Linked DNA regions of Mus musculus: regions 1 and 2 are each linked to region 3. The links are chromatin contacts, called in public promoter capture Hi-C maps. All regions are on one chromosome and are shown on one strand. The core of a region is the stretch at or near the end of the contact, and the rest is flanking DNA. Distances in the headings are between cores, read along the strand shown. Region 1 holds the start of Abca3 (ATP-binding cassette, sub-family A (ABC1), member 3). Region 2 holds the start of Caskin1 (CASK interacting protein 1). Region 3 holds the start of Metrn (meteorin, glial cell differentiation regulator).

Region 1 (4,120 bases), core at 34-2,533, 1.4 Mb before region 3:
GACTCAAGACCTGAAGCCAGGTCTTTGAGACTCCCTTTATTCGGCAAACTTGACTAGAGCATTTCTGGACAAGGTGTTCTAGGACCCCAGGGAACTGACCATGTACCAGGCAAGGGCTCTTTTCTTAGGGAGTCCATCTTCTGGTTAGCCATACAGGACCCTAGAGAGCGAGAGGTTATGACCACAGTGTAACTGGCATTGATTCGGAAGTCACGATCCCAGGGTTACCTTAAGGCTAGGCAGGTCTGGTCCGCAGCCCGGAATCCGGGGAGGGCTGCGCCTCACTCACCGCAGGCACCCTGTCCGTGGCCACGGGCACTGAAGGACCCGCTGGATCGCCCTCGACGACTGTTGGCCCCGCGACACGGCCACGCCCACGCTCAACCCCGCTTCTCCCGGGCCAGCCGCGCGGATGCCCAAGCTGCAGCAACCTGTGATTCCAATGCCATTCCCTCCTGCCTGGGCCGAGGGCACACAGATGTTCGCATCCTACTGTCTGAAGGAACCACAACCCCCTCCCACCTCCATGCCTGTCTACTGCCTGAAGAAATCCTAACGCCCCAATCTCCTGTCCGAGGAAACTCTACCGCCCAAGAGACCCCGACGCCCTGCCTTCTGCCTGAGGAGACCCAGATCCCTGAGAACCCCCTCCCACCCTGACTGTATTCTCCTAGTGGTGCTGCTGGGCTGGACCGTGACTTTCCCTTTCCTAGCTGTGGGCTGTCGCCTCTGAAAGGTTCCTAGACCTAACCTCACTAGGGCTTGGGTTCCTCCTGCTGAGAGCAGAAAGTAGCACTTTCTCTTGGTGACAAGAGTGAGATGGGGAGAGAGCCCTGAAGAGAAAGAGGAACTTGAATCCCGCTGCGAAAGTGAGATTCTTGATGTTACAGCCTCAACTGCTTTGAAACACATTTGTCCAGAGATGAGCTTCAGGCCAGCGACCCCGGGGCTCAGAGCCCCAAACTAACGCCTACTGTTTGCTGGACGCGAGCAAGGGCGTGCTGCACGATCAGTGGCGGATGCGGAGAAAACCCGCAGGGGCAACCCATCACGCACGCTCACCCCACCCTACAAGCGCTTGCCCACTGGAGGTGAGACCTGCGTGGAGTACTGCGCAGACGCACGATCCGGAATGTTGAACTGGGAGGGGTGCACGCGCTACGCAGAGCGCCCTCTGTCGGAGCTGGGCAACATGTGCCAGGCACTGCGCAGACGCTGAATCCAGAGCTTAGGCGAGGCTGAGCCGGCCGGGGGCAAACCCGGGGCACCTGCAGGGGCGGCCCAGTGCGCACGCGCGCTCCGACGCGCCCCCCCACCCCCTCCAGGAGCCGGAGCTTCCTGGTGCGTTCTTCCACCCGCGCCTGTCGCAGGCGCCTCCTCTCTGCCCCGCCGCCTCAGTTGTCAGCTTCGGCCGCAACCGCCCCAGCAAGGCTGGAGCAGGACCGGGAGTCTAAGGGAGGGAACCTGGCGAGAGAGCTGCGCAGACCGCCGCCACCCTGGCGCTGAGGGTCGGTGAGTGTCACTAGGACTTGTCACTCGCGCGCTAGCTCGGGGCTCTGAGATTTCCCGTCCTTGCCCGGGTCTCCACTCTGCCAGCGGGCAGCGCCCCAACCTGGGGCCTCCGAGCCCCTGCCTATCGCCGGGACCTGCGGGCTCGCGGACTGACCCTTCGTATTGCTGCAGGTGTAGCTGTCTTGGCGTCCTCATGCTGGGTGTGTCCCCGCTATAGCGGGGTCGCGGGGCTCGCAGGAACCCGCACAGACCGCTGGGTCGTTACGGGGTCTATTGTGCGGGCCTGGCAGGTGGACAGACAGCCGCCGCCCTCAGGCGCTTTGCGGGCTGCGACACAGCAGGCCGGCGGAATGCTCCAGGCTCAACCGGCCAGTGCTGGTCCTGGATGGAATTCCTCCCAGTTCTTCAAGCTTCAGCATCTTCGTTTTCATGAACTTTAACGTAGGGTTCAAGGGATGCTTTGATAGGGGTTGAAGTTGGCGAAGCCCTCAATGTGCAATACAGAACTCGGAAGGGGGAACCACAGCAACTACAGCAACTGTGCTCTGGTCAAGTGTCTCGGTGTTTGGTGTTGGTGCTCAGAATGACCGACCCCGAACTTCGACTAGTTCCTGGGGGTCAGGGCTCCAGCCTGGGGGTCAGGTCCCTGGTACTGCACGCTTGAGCTTTCCCTGTGTGTGGCCCATTTGGGCTTTGTCTTAAAAGGTATTTCTGTCTGTCCCTTTGCCTCCAGGCCTGAACGGTTCTTGTATCATAAATAGGGACTTGGTGTTTGTAACGTGAGGAGCACTCAGGAAATGCTCTCCCAATGAGTGACTGGGGCTTTGTAGTAACAATGTGGAGACCCAGGCAAGGCTTAAGGAACTGAATTCTGCCCCTGTCTCCTAAGCAGCCTTATTTCATCCAGAGAGTTTTGTTTGGTGTTGCCATTTGTAAGCTTGAAAAGACTGAAACCATTTTAGAAAGCTTGCCTCGTGGGAAGTAAGAGACAGGGTGGGGAGAGGAAAAGTTGATTTTTAAAAAAATGAGTGTCATGGGAATCCCCCTCACCCACATTGGTTTGAATTGAGCCCTTGCAAACAGATAATATCTTCCTCTAGGGCAGGCGGCATTCCACCATTCTGACAGAACAGCCTTTCAGAGCATGACCAGGTAGCTGGAGTTCTTCTTAACAAGCCACTAACTTTCCCTGTTACATTGACCAGGCTGTCACATAGAAACTATTTTGACTTGGTCTTAACTGGGAAGGCCTTAGTTTGGCCTTTATGGGCTTTATGGTTTCTCCTTCAGCCCTGCTTCTGGCAATTGGCAGGGGGTTCCTTTGATACACTGAGTCTGCCTAGAGCCACATTCTAGAACTCTCAGGTACGTTCATCAGTCTTCTAATGCGCAAGGCTCCAGGCATGATTCTGAGTCACTAGATGATCCCTGCCCGTAGAGATCTTCAAATGGCACTAATTTACTCACAAGAAAGTGGCTTCAATCAGAAGCAGGCCTGGCCAAATGGGTCAGTGAATTAAGGTGTCTAACAATCAAACCCGACAGGTTGAGTTAGATCCCAGTGACTCACGAGATAACAGAGGGCCAGCTCCAGCAAGTCGCCCTTGACCTCCACACAGACACCATGGTACATGCATGCCCCCCACCACAGCACAGAGAAATAAATACCGTGTTTGGTTTTTATTAAAGAATGGGCTAAGTGGTACAGGACACATCCAGAATAGATGCCACCCGTGTCTAAAGGAGTAGGAGAGCTGAACTGAGAATGCAAGATAGAGTTGTTCCAGAGAAATGTTCATGTGCCCAGCCAGAGCCTACAGTCTTCATGGGTAGGCCTCAGACTGAAGTTTCTATCTGAAAACACCTCTAGAAGGTTCTGCTCTGCAGTTAAGATGAAGAACTTCTCCTTATCAGAGGCAGCATTCACAGGGCCTGGCTCTGAAGTAGGCTAGGAAATGATAGGGTCTCATCAGTTAGAGCAGTGTGTTGGATGATACTCTCAACAGACTGACGTGGTGAAGGCCCATTCTGTGTGTGGAGTGAAAGGCCTGTGGCCCATTCCTGCATCAGTGCCATTCCCTGGGAATAGCACAAGGCCTGGCGTCAACAGGCCAGTGGTCACCTTTGCAGAAGCTGTAATGAGCTCCTTGCTGCTGCACTTGTTACTGAACATCCATGGTTACCTCTCTGGGGACGCCTGTTGCTTCATGACCTCACTCCCCATGCCTAGGAGGGCAGAAAAGCTGGCTATCCAGGGAATGGGACCGGGGCTGTAGCATGGGAATTAGGCAGGAAAGCAAGCAACAGCACGCATTTTGTAGAATTCTTTTTGTAGAGCCTGCTTTGGGACACATCTTTCGCCTAAAATACACCTTGCTGATTCTTACCAAGAGCTTCTAAGGAGACCCACTGTTTTCAGCTCTGGATAAAGCAGGCAACGATGAGTTCCAGAAATTGCACTTCTCTACCTGGGCCTGCAGAATGGATCACCCAGTTTTAGACCTGGCTTCCTCGGGCTCTAGAACAGAAGCTGTGGTTTGCAGGCTGGGCTCACCCAAGCCACATAAAGGCCACTGTGTAAACAGGTCATCCCGGTGCTTCCTCTTGT
Region 2 (3,753 bases), core at 826-3,325, 1.3 Mb before region 3:
GTGTATTTGTTAAGGTGGGAGGCTGGACATGTTTGATTTAACAGTCATCAATACAATTCCAACTCTGGGATCAGCATTTGGTGAGTGGGCCTCTCTCTGCATTTTTGCCCCAGGTCCCACAAAGATGATTTCTCTTACAAGCTCCAAGCACAGCAATAGCAGCCATGATAATAGCAGTTCTCTTTTTATACATTTACTTATTTCTGTAGTGCTTCCTGCGTGCTTGGCACGGTACCATGTGAAGATGGATCGAATACAGTTGGAACCCCTGCAGCAAGGGCCAAGAATATCACAATATCTGCAGCAGCTGTGCATTGGACACTTGCTATATCCTGGATTAACTGCGTGAACAACTTCACAGTGAACCCTGGCATAGATGAAGGGGACACATTATTTACCCACCTTTGACAGGGAGGGTAGATAAGAGATTCAGAAAGAGCCAGGGCGGTGGTGGCGCACGCCTTTAATCGCGCACTTGGGAGGCAGAGGCAGGCGGATTTCTGAGTTCGAGGCCAGCCTGGTCTACAGAGTGAGTTCCAGGACAGCCAGGGCTATGCAGAAAAACCCTGTCTCAAAAAAACAAAAGCCAAAAGCCAAAAAAAAAAAAAAAAAAAAAAAGAAAGAAAGAAAGAGAGATTCAGAAAGACAGAAAGAGCAGCAGTTCAGGGTGATACAACTAGTGTAAGGAAGACCGGAAGACCAGAGACAGGAACCAATGTAGCTTCTAAGTCCAGACCTATAACCTGGAGACCTGGGGGCCTGTAGCACCTACACAGGAATGCAAAGCATTTTCTAGTCCTTGGCTGTTGTTTTCCAATCTGTAAAATGGAGACGGTAAGCTCAGCTTTATCCCAAATGGCCAGCACAACACCGGACCCTGGGACTAACTAGGAATCAGTCACTCTAATGGTCCAATGGAAGGATTTTTACATTTAGAGACCTCTTCTGAGAGCCTACCACATATCAGAAGACCTAGGCTCATTCCTCGAGCCTCATGACTTTATCATGATCAGAATTCCATGATAATACATTGGTTGTGCATATGTGAACCCTCACCGAATTCTCTCCACTGTAATGTTGGGTTGGGTGATGCTCTCTGCTCCTGCTTGTAATAAGGAAGCCGAGGGAGCAGAACCTCACTCAAGACAAGGATCTCAGCTGCTGTGTGTTCATAATGCTGCAGGCAACAGAGGAGGCCTGGCGCAGCCCAAGCCTTCAGGCAGGCAGGAGAAAGGTGAGGTGTTGGTCAAGCAGAGATGCAGACTGGGAACCCGTGCTAGGAGATTGCTTAGGTTGGGCTAGACTAGAATGGTTCTGGACGAGGCTGGGCCTTCATTGGTGCTGAGGACAGGAGGTTAAGATACTTCTTGGTGGATATAGACAGTTATATCCAAGTAGATGATGAGAGTGTCAAAGCCAAGCTCCCTTCCAGGCTGTCCTCGAAGGAGAACAGTCATCCTGCATTGTTGTGGAGGGAAGCCAGAGGCTGCCTGGGAAGAAGGTGTAGTTGGGGGGAGGAGGGGTACGGGTTCCCTGACACCGAATTCATTATTGGGAGATTCCTCTTCGCAATCTCTCAACACCTCCCACAGGAATCACGGGCCAGAAATGTCTGACAGCCTCTGGAGGGCCGGCACCGGTGGCACTTGTGCCCGGCTTCCCGCCCGCCCACTGCCTCCGAGTCCCTCCCCCTCAGGTCCCGCAGCCTCGAGAAACCTCTCCTAGGTTTAGGCTTGCGTCGCCGCCGTGCCGGTGCTCGGTGGCCAGCCCCCCTGCGCACCGTCCTCTGTCCCTGGCTGTCGTCTTCGGTTCCCCGCTGTCCGCAGAGGCCTAGCCTGACCCGCGCACCCAAACGTGGGGAGGGGGCGTCGGGCGCGGGGGCGGAGCCTCGGAGCCAGGCGCGCGGCCGGCGCGGGCTGACGGAGGTCAGCGGCCGCGGGAGCGGACCCAGGCGTCCGGGAGGCGGCTCAGACGCGGCGCGCCACCGGGTGCCGGCCGCCGCCGCCGGCTCCCGCCCCTGGGCCGCCCCCCGCCCGTGACGCGCTATCCGTCCCTCCGCGTCGGAGCCCCAGCCCCAGTTCGAGCCCGAAACCCCAGCCCGAGCCCGAGTCCGAGCCCGAGCCCGAACCCACGGAGGGCGCTGGGCGGCGGGCGGCGCAGGGAGCGCGGGCTGGAAAGGATGCGATCGCAGACGCGGAGCCGCTGCTGCGTCTGAGCCGCCGAGAGCACCAAGCGCCGCGTCGCTGCGGGCCCGGCGGCGCCATGGGGAAGGAGCAGGAGCTGGTGCAGGCAGTGAAGGCGGAGGACGTGGGGACCGCGCAGAGGCTGCTGCAGAGGCCGCGGCCGGGGAAGGCCAGTGAGTGCGGGGGGCGCGCGGGGCGCGGGCGGGGCCCACCCCGCCGGGGTGCAGGGCGAGGAAGGGATGCTGTGGGTCTCCCGGGGTGGGGCGGGGCCAGGAGCGCTCAGACCCTTGGTCCGCGCCCCCCTTCTCGCCCTAGCTCTGGAGGAGGGGCGGCAACGAGCGCAGAACTGTCCGCCCAGCCCCCTGCGGGCACCTGCGGCACCCACCGTCCCTGAGGCCGCTGGCGATCACATCCTCCCTCGGATCTCCTCCCTTTCCAGGCTGCAGGCTGATGATTTCTACTTGTGCTTTTAAGGGCGAGGCGGATTCCCCCCACCCCCCAAGAGACATTGTAGAGAGAGGGAGGGGCCCTTGCAGTGAGGGGCGACCAGAGGCTAGCAATCTCTGTCAGACCCCTTCCCCACCCTATGTTTAATAACACGCTTTGCAGGGAAAGGGGTGGGGTGGGGGACCACGCTGGGGGTGTGGCTGCCCAGGCATGGCCAGTGGGGGCCATTTACTGATGAGGGAGTGAAACACAGGCGCCCAAGGTCGCCCAGCCCTGGGGCAGGCTGGGCTTCAGACAGGGACAGCCTGGGGGATAAGGACTGTAGGCTCTTGCAGGCTTCTGCAGACCTTGGTCGTCCCTGGCTTTTTCTGCTGGAAAAGGGGGCCAAGGATCTGTAATGGATCTCCCACACCATTCCTAGCTTGTGCCCTGGGGGTCCAGGGAAGGCCTCGGAGCTTGGAGCTTTGATTCTGGCTCTCAACCCTGCTCATCCTAGAGCCTCCCTAGGGGCCTCTGGAGATGGATTGATGGGCGTGTGGACTAGCCAAGTGCGCAGCTGTGTATGTATGACCGTGTCAGTGTGTCAGGGCACCTGTGCAGGCACTGCAGGTCAACACATGGGACCTGGGTGCTTTCACTTCCAACCCACCATCGTAAGCTGCGGGGAGGGGGCCCCATTTCTCCAGGGGGCTGCTGAGACACGGGACCGTCTGGAGTGGCTCCTGTCCACTTTGCTTTTGGAGGAAGGACACTGGTGCCTCCAGGGCACACAGGCAGCCTGGGAAGCTCCACTTACTAGAGCTGGCTTTAGGGCCTCAAGGCTGAGAGTGGAAGAGCTTCATAGGGAGAGGCAGGTTGAAGAGAGGAAGGCACAGCTTTCCACCTAGTGGCCTGTGTCCTTGGTCATCCTGACTCTCTAGGCCTTAATGGCCTTATCTGTAGGATGGAACATCTGTGGTCCCTGCCACCCCACAGCATCCTGAGAGCACTAAGAAGGGACTGATGAAGAGGAGACACTTACTTCCAGTTCAGGAAATGCTAATGGAGCTGGCTTTTTTCTGCTGGCAGCCAGTGGGAACCACAAATATGGGGATCCTCTTCCCTTCCATTTGGCCATCATGGA
Region 3 (4,191 bases), core at 948-3,447:
ATTCTACCAGCTCACTGTGGGTACCAGGATGCCATCCGAGCCACACCCTTCTCACCCACCCTCCCATCACCCTCCCCAACACCCCATCTCCAGAAGAAGGTCCATCCAGGGCTTGCTCCCAGGTCTCTCAGTCCAGTGCCATCTCACATGGGTTGAGATGGGTCGTGAGAGCAGCTGAATAGACACGGCTGAACTCTTGGAAGCGGGGAGCACAGCCCAGCCAAGCTTCGCCAAATCGGCTCCAGCCCATGAAGAGGAAGGAGCCTGGGCCAGGACGCACACCACAGCGCAGCAAGGTACGAATGGAGGCCCGGCCTTGGCCCTCCGAGCTCCCTTCCTTGAACAGTGGCAGTGTCTGGCGGATGACACGAGCAACCACCACAGTGATGACTGATTCTTGCAGCTCTGTGTCATGGGCGACCCCATGGATGGTCCCGTGGATCACTACGAGGAGACATGGTGGCCAGTGGTGGGCACGTGGGAATGTGAGGCAGACCCTAAGCTCTCCCGCAACAGAAACACTCACCAAAATCACTGGTGCATGCAGCCAGGAGGAGCTCGGCATCACTGCAGGGCCTGCAGGCACCTAGCATGCAAGGCAGGTCATCAGCCAGGCCTGTGATCTCTCAGCACGAGCCCACAGCTCCTCCCAAGAGGAAAAGGTACAGGAGCAAGAGACTAAACCCTTCTCCCAGCATCCTATAGCCTGAAGACACCCTGCAGGTACATGCCTACTGATGGGCACCTCAGTGCCTCATACACAGGCTTGGTACCATCTCATAAACTCAGACTAACACTGGGAAACGTTCTGTGACCTCCCAGCTCTAGCTAGGGATATTCTAGTGGACTCCAGTTCGGGGGGGTCTCTAGCTAGGGCAGAACAGTCAGAGAGCCATTCATTCCCTGCAGGGTCAGGCTACAAGTTCCAGAAGAGCAAAGCACTGGGCCTGGTGCCCTGCAGGGAGGCAGGGCAGGCAGTCTCCATGGTGACGAAGAGGCACACTGGACTTTTGTTGGCTGGGCTTGGGGGGAGGGGAAGGAGGTCACCACCAGGCCAGGGAGCCCTGGACAGCCTTGGCCATAGGCTTTGATTCTGCCTCAGCTTAACCCTTCCCCCAATCCTTCAGAAACCAGAGACCCAGGGCTGGCCTCTCGGGCATTTGCCCCCTCCTGCTCTTTTCCTAAACCGAATCTTTTAAGAGGAGGAGGAGAGAAAGGCGGGGGCACTTCCAACTCACCTCCTTACGACCTGGAAGCCACTATGCTCTCCACCGGAGTGGCCTCTGTCAAGCTACAGAAGGACTCTCCATGCAATGGGGTGGCAAGGCCCAGTCCCATCAGGTCAGTGTGGAGGGCCAATTTCTGACACCCAGCCAGTCTCATAATCACTCACCATCCACACCAAGACCTTGAGCCTGGGGAGACATTTCTGCACGTTGGTCCTCGTGCAGTTCAAAACGGAAGGCAGCAACTCTGCGGCTGATGTCGCGGTGTGGTGTGGCCTGCAGGAAAAGGGCTCGGCGCTCGCGGGGACCCCAGCGCATGCAGCGGCCCCCAGCCAGGTCCGGGCCCTCGGCCAGTAGCAACTCTAGATTGCCGGTCATACGTTCAGCGAAGACCTGGGCACCAGCGAAGGGCCGCTCTGGGCGCAGACAGACGATGCTGGGCCGTGTGCCCGGATCGGGGCCGCCCAGGGTCAGGCGCAGCGCCCCAGCTGGGTACAGCCACTCGATAGCGCCCTCAGTACAGTCCAGGGTCAGCTGCCCCACGCTGCCAGGCTCCTGGGTCAAACCGCTGGGGACAGGACGGTGGTTCTCAGGTGGGTGACCCTCGTTCCCTAGCCCGCTCATCCCTTTTCCCGCGGCTACCAACATCTGCTTCTACTCTGTGTAACAGGACATTGAAGTCTGCGTTTCCTCAGTTCCAAGTGGGAGGGAACCCTCCAACCCAAGAAGTAAATAAAATAAAATAAATAAATAAATAAACCCACAACCCTCCCCGCAGTCCCTCCTGGTACCTGCCCCTCCAGCTGCAGCGGTCTTCCGAGTAGCCAGCGTGAGCGGACGCGGCCAGGAGGCCGCAACAGAGCGCGCAAAGAAGCGTGGCTACCAGCATGGTTAGGGGACGCGCCGGGGCCTCGGACTGCTGCCCCGGGAGGGTCGGGGCCGCAGCGCGAGCAGCCCGCGGCGCGGCTGCCCGGCCCGGCGCGTCCCCACAACCGGCGACCCCTCGCCGCTGCCCCCTCTGAGCTCCGGGGCTAGGGGGCGGGGCCTTTGCTCTCGGACCAATCGCCACAAGCCGCAGAACTTTCCTCCAATTGCAGCACCCTCGAGGGGGTGGGGCGGGCTCAAGGCGGGAGCTCGGTCCAAGGCAGGGTTGATGTAGAAAGCGCTCCTGTTTCCCCATTTGGAGATCCCCAATAGGAACGTTTGGTGGGTTGGTGGGGTTCGCTGTCGACTGGAATCTGGAAGGCTGTCCACCCCTTACCTTCAGTGGACCTCGGGGCAGTGGGACTTTGTAAGAGAAGTAGTAGAGTCTGCAGCCAAAATCTGAACACTGGTATCCTGCTGCTGGTACTTAAGGAAAAGAGATTAAAACCCCTGTGTTACTGCATCTCATAAGGGAGGGTACAGAGGGCCTGGAGCATGGAGCTAGGCCAAACCTTCGGTTTGGGGAAAAGAAAGAATACTGGCTAGGTCTGGAAGGAGTAGCGTGGGTAGTGTGGATCTCCTTCTGCCACCATACATTCTCAGACCTAACTACACACTCCTCCAATGTTAAATGGATACTAAGAAAAAAATGAGGCGTTCTAGAGGACCTGCCTAGGGACCCACCTGACTGACAAAGCCTGGTAGTCTGCCGGTGCCAAAGTACAGGCCATTCCTACAGTCAAGATCAACCGAAAGGGAATCAGAAAGATATCCCAGGCAGCCTGAGGATGTAGCTAGGTTATAGAGCACCTACCACACAGGCATACACCCCTGGCTTTGATCTTTAAAATAATGTTAAACTGAGAGTGTAGTGGGTCTTGCCTGTAATCCCAGCGGGCAGGAAGTAAAGGAAGCAGCTCAGATGTTCAAGGGCATCCTTGGCTCCATAGTGAATTCAAGGACAGTGTGGGCTACATGAGAACCTCTTTTTTTTGTTTTGTTTTGTTTGTTGTTCATTTTTAAAAAAATATTTTTATTAGATATTTTCTTTATTTACATTTCAAATGTTATCCCCTTTCCTGGTTTCCCCTCTGAAAATCCCCTATCCCCCCCCCCCCGAGAACCTCTTAAAATAAAATAGAGCCACTGTGAAACCCCCCAATGGGGAAGAGCTTCCTTGGAGCAGCTTGTCCTTTGGATCTGACCGAAGGGAGGGTGGAGGAGATGGAAAATAGAAGAAGAACCTTGGCAGGTCCCCAAGGATCTCTCTCTCTCTCTCTCTCTCTCTCTCTCTCTCTCTCTCCCACCCCCAGGGCTCTGTTTCTGGATCCTCCAGGTTCCGAGTGAAACCCTTCCGGTTGGCCTGGACCTGCGCTCAGAGACAGATGAGATCCAGTGATCCCACTGGCAATCTGGGGAGGAGCTTCAAACACTGACTACTTTCTCCTTGCCTCCCAGGCCCTCTTTGACCAATAAGAAGGCTCAGATGGCTCCTTGCCCCAGTCCAGAGAGTCAAAATGACACAAGGTGAGAGTGACCAGAACTTTCCTGATGAATCAGTAAACACAGTGTGGTGTGACTGTTCTTGGAAGAAACATTACATATGGGCTGGAGAGATGGCTCAGCGATTAAGAGCACTGATTGCTCTTCCAGAGGTCCTGAGTTTAATTCCCAGCAACCACATGGTGGCTCACAACCATCTGTAATAGGATCTGATGCCCTCTTCTGGTGTGTCTGAAGACAGTGACAGTATACTCATATATATGAAATAAATAAATAAGTAAAATAGTAAATAAATAAATAACATTAAATATGACTTTTTTCTCTCAAATAGTATAGAAATGTGGGATGCTATAAAAGCAAGGAATTCAAATTTTTTTTATTTTCTCAGCTTGGTAGACTTTTATGCAAATGTTTTAATCCACCCCCATACCAAACACAAAGGCCCTACTATATTCTTGAATTAAAATGGTTTATCTTTTACCCCTTCGTTTTCTTTGCACAGATTCTCTTAAAACTAACCAAGCTTGGGCTGAGCAAG

The links. Promoter capture Hi-C pulls out the DNA fragments that hold promoters and counts their contacts.
Region 1: a contact with region 3 is called in a promoter capture Hi-C map of pre-B cells, with 2.5 times the contacts expected there. The contact joins the promoter of Abca3 here to the promoter of Metrn in region 3. A contact is called at or near these places in 2 of 39 promoter capture datasets (liver and pre-B cells).
Region 2: a promoter capture Hi-C map of hippocampal neurons shows a contact between it and region 3, with 2.2 times the contacts expected there. The contact joins the promoter of Caskin1 here to the promoter of Metrn in region 3. A contact is called at or near these places in 2 of 39 promoter capture datasets (hippocampal neurons and pre-B cells) and 1 of 115 datasets of contacts at active chromatin or transcription factors (pancreatic cancer cells).

The regions. Positions count from the first base shown.
Region 1 is chr17:24,350,740-24,354,859 of GRCm38.p6, forward strand. Abca3 (ATP-binding cassette, sub-family A (ABC1), member 3) reads left to right here and starts at 1,284. Exons shown (of 33, transcript NM_013855.3): 1 at 1,284-1,512. Abca17 (ATP-binding cassette, sub-family A (ABC1), member 17) reads right to left here and starts at 320. Exons shown (of 31, transcript NM_001031621.3): 1 at 229-320.
Region 2 is chr17:24,486,708-24,490,460 of GRCm38.p6, forward strand. Caskin1 (CASK interacting protein 1) reads left to right here and starts at 2,076. Exons shown (of 20, transcript NM_027937.2): 1 at 2,076-2,356. The coding sequence starts at 2,263.
Region 3 is chr17:25,794,848-25,799,038 of GRCm38.p6, forward strand. Metrn (meteorin, glial cell differentiation regulator) reads right to left here and starts at 2,198. Exons shown (of 4, transcript NM_133719.2): 1 at 2,018-2,198; 2 at 1,394-1,794; 3 at 527-586; 4 at 1-444. The coding sequence starts at 2,115. The coding sequence ends at 128.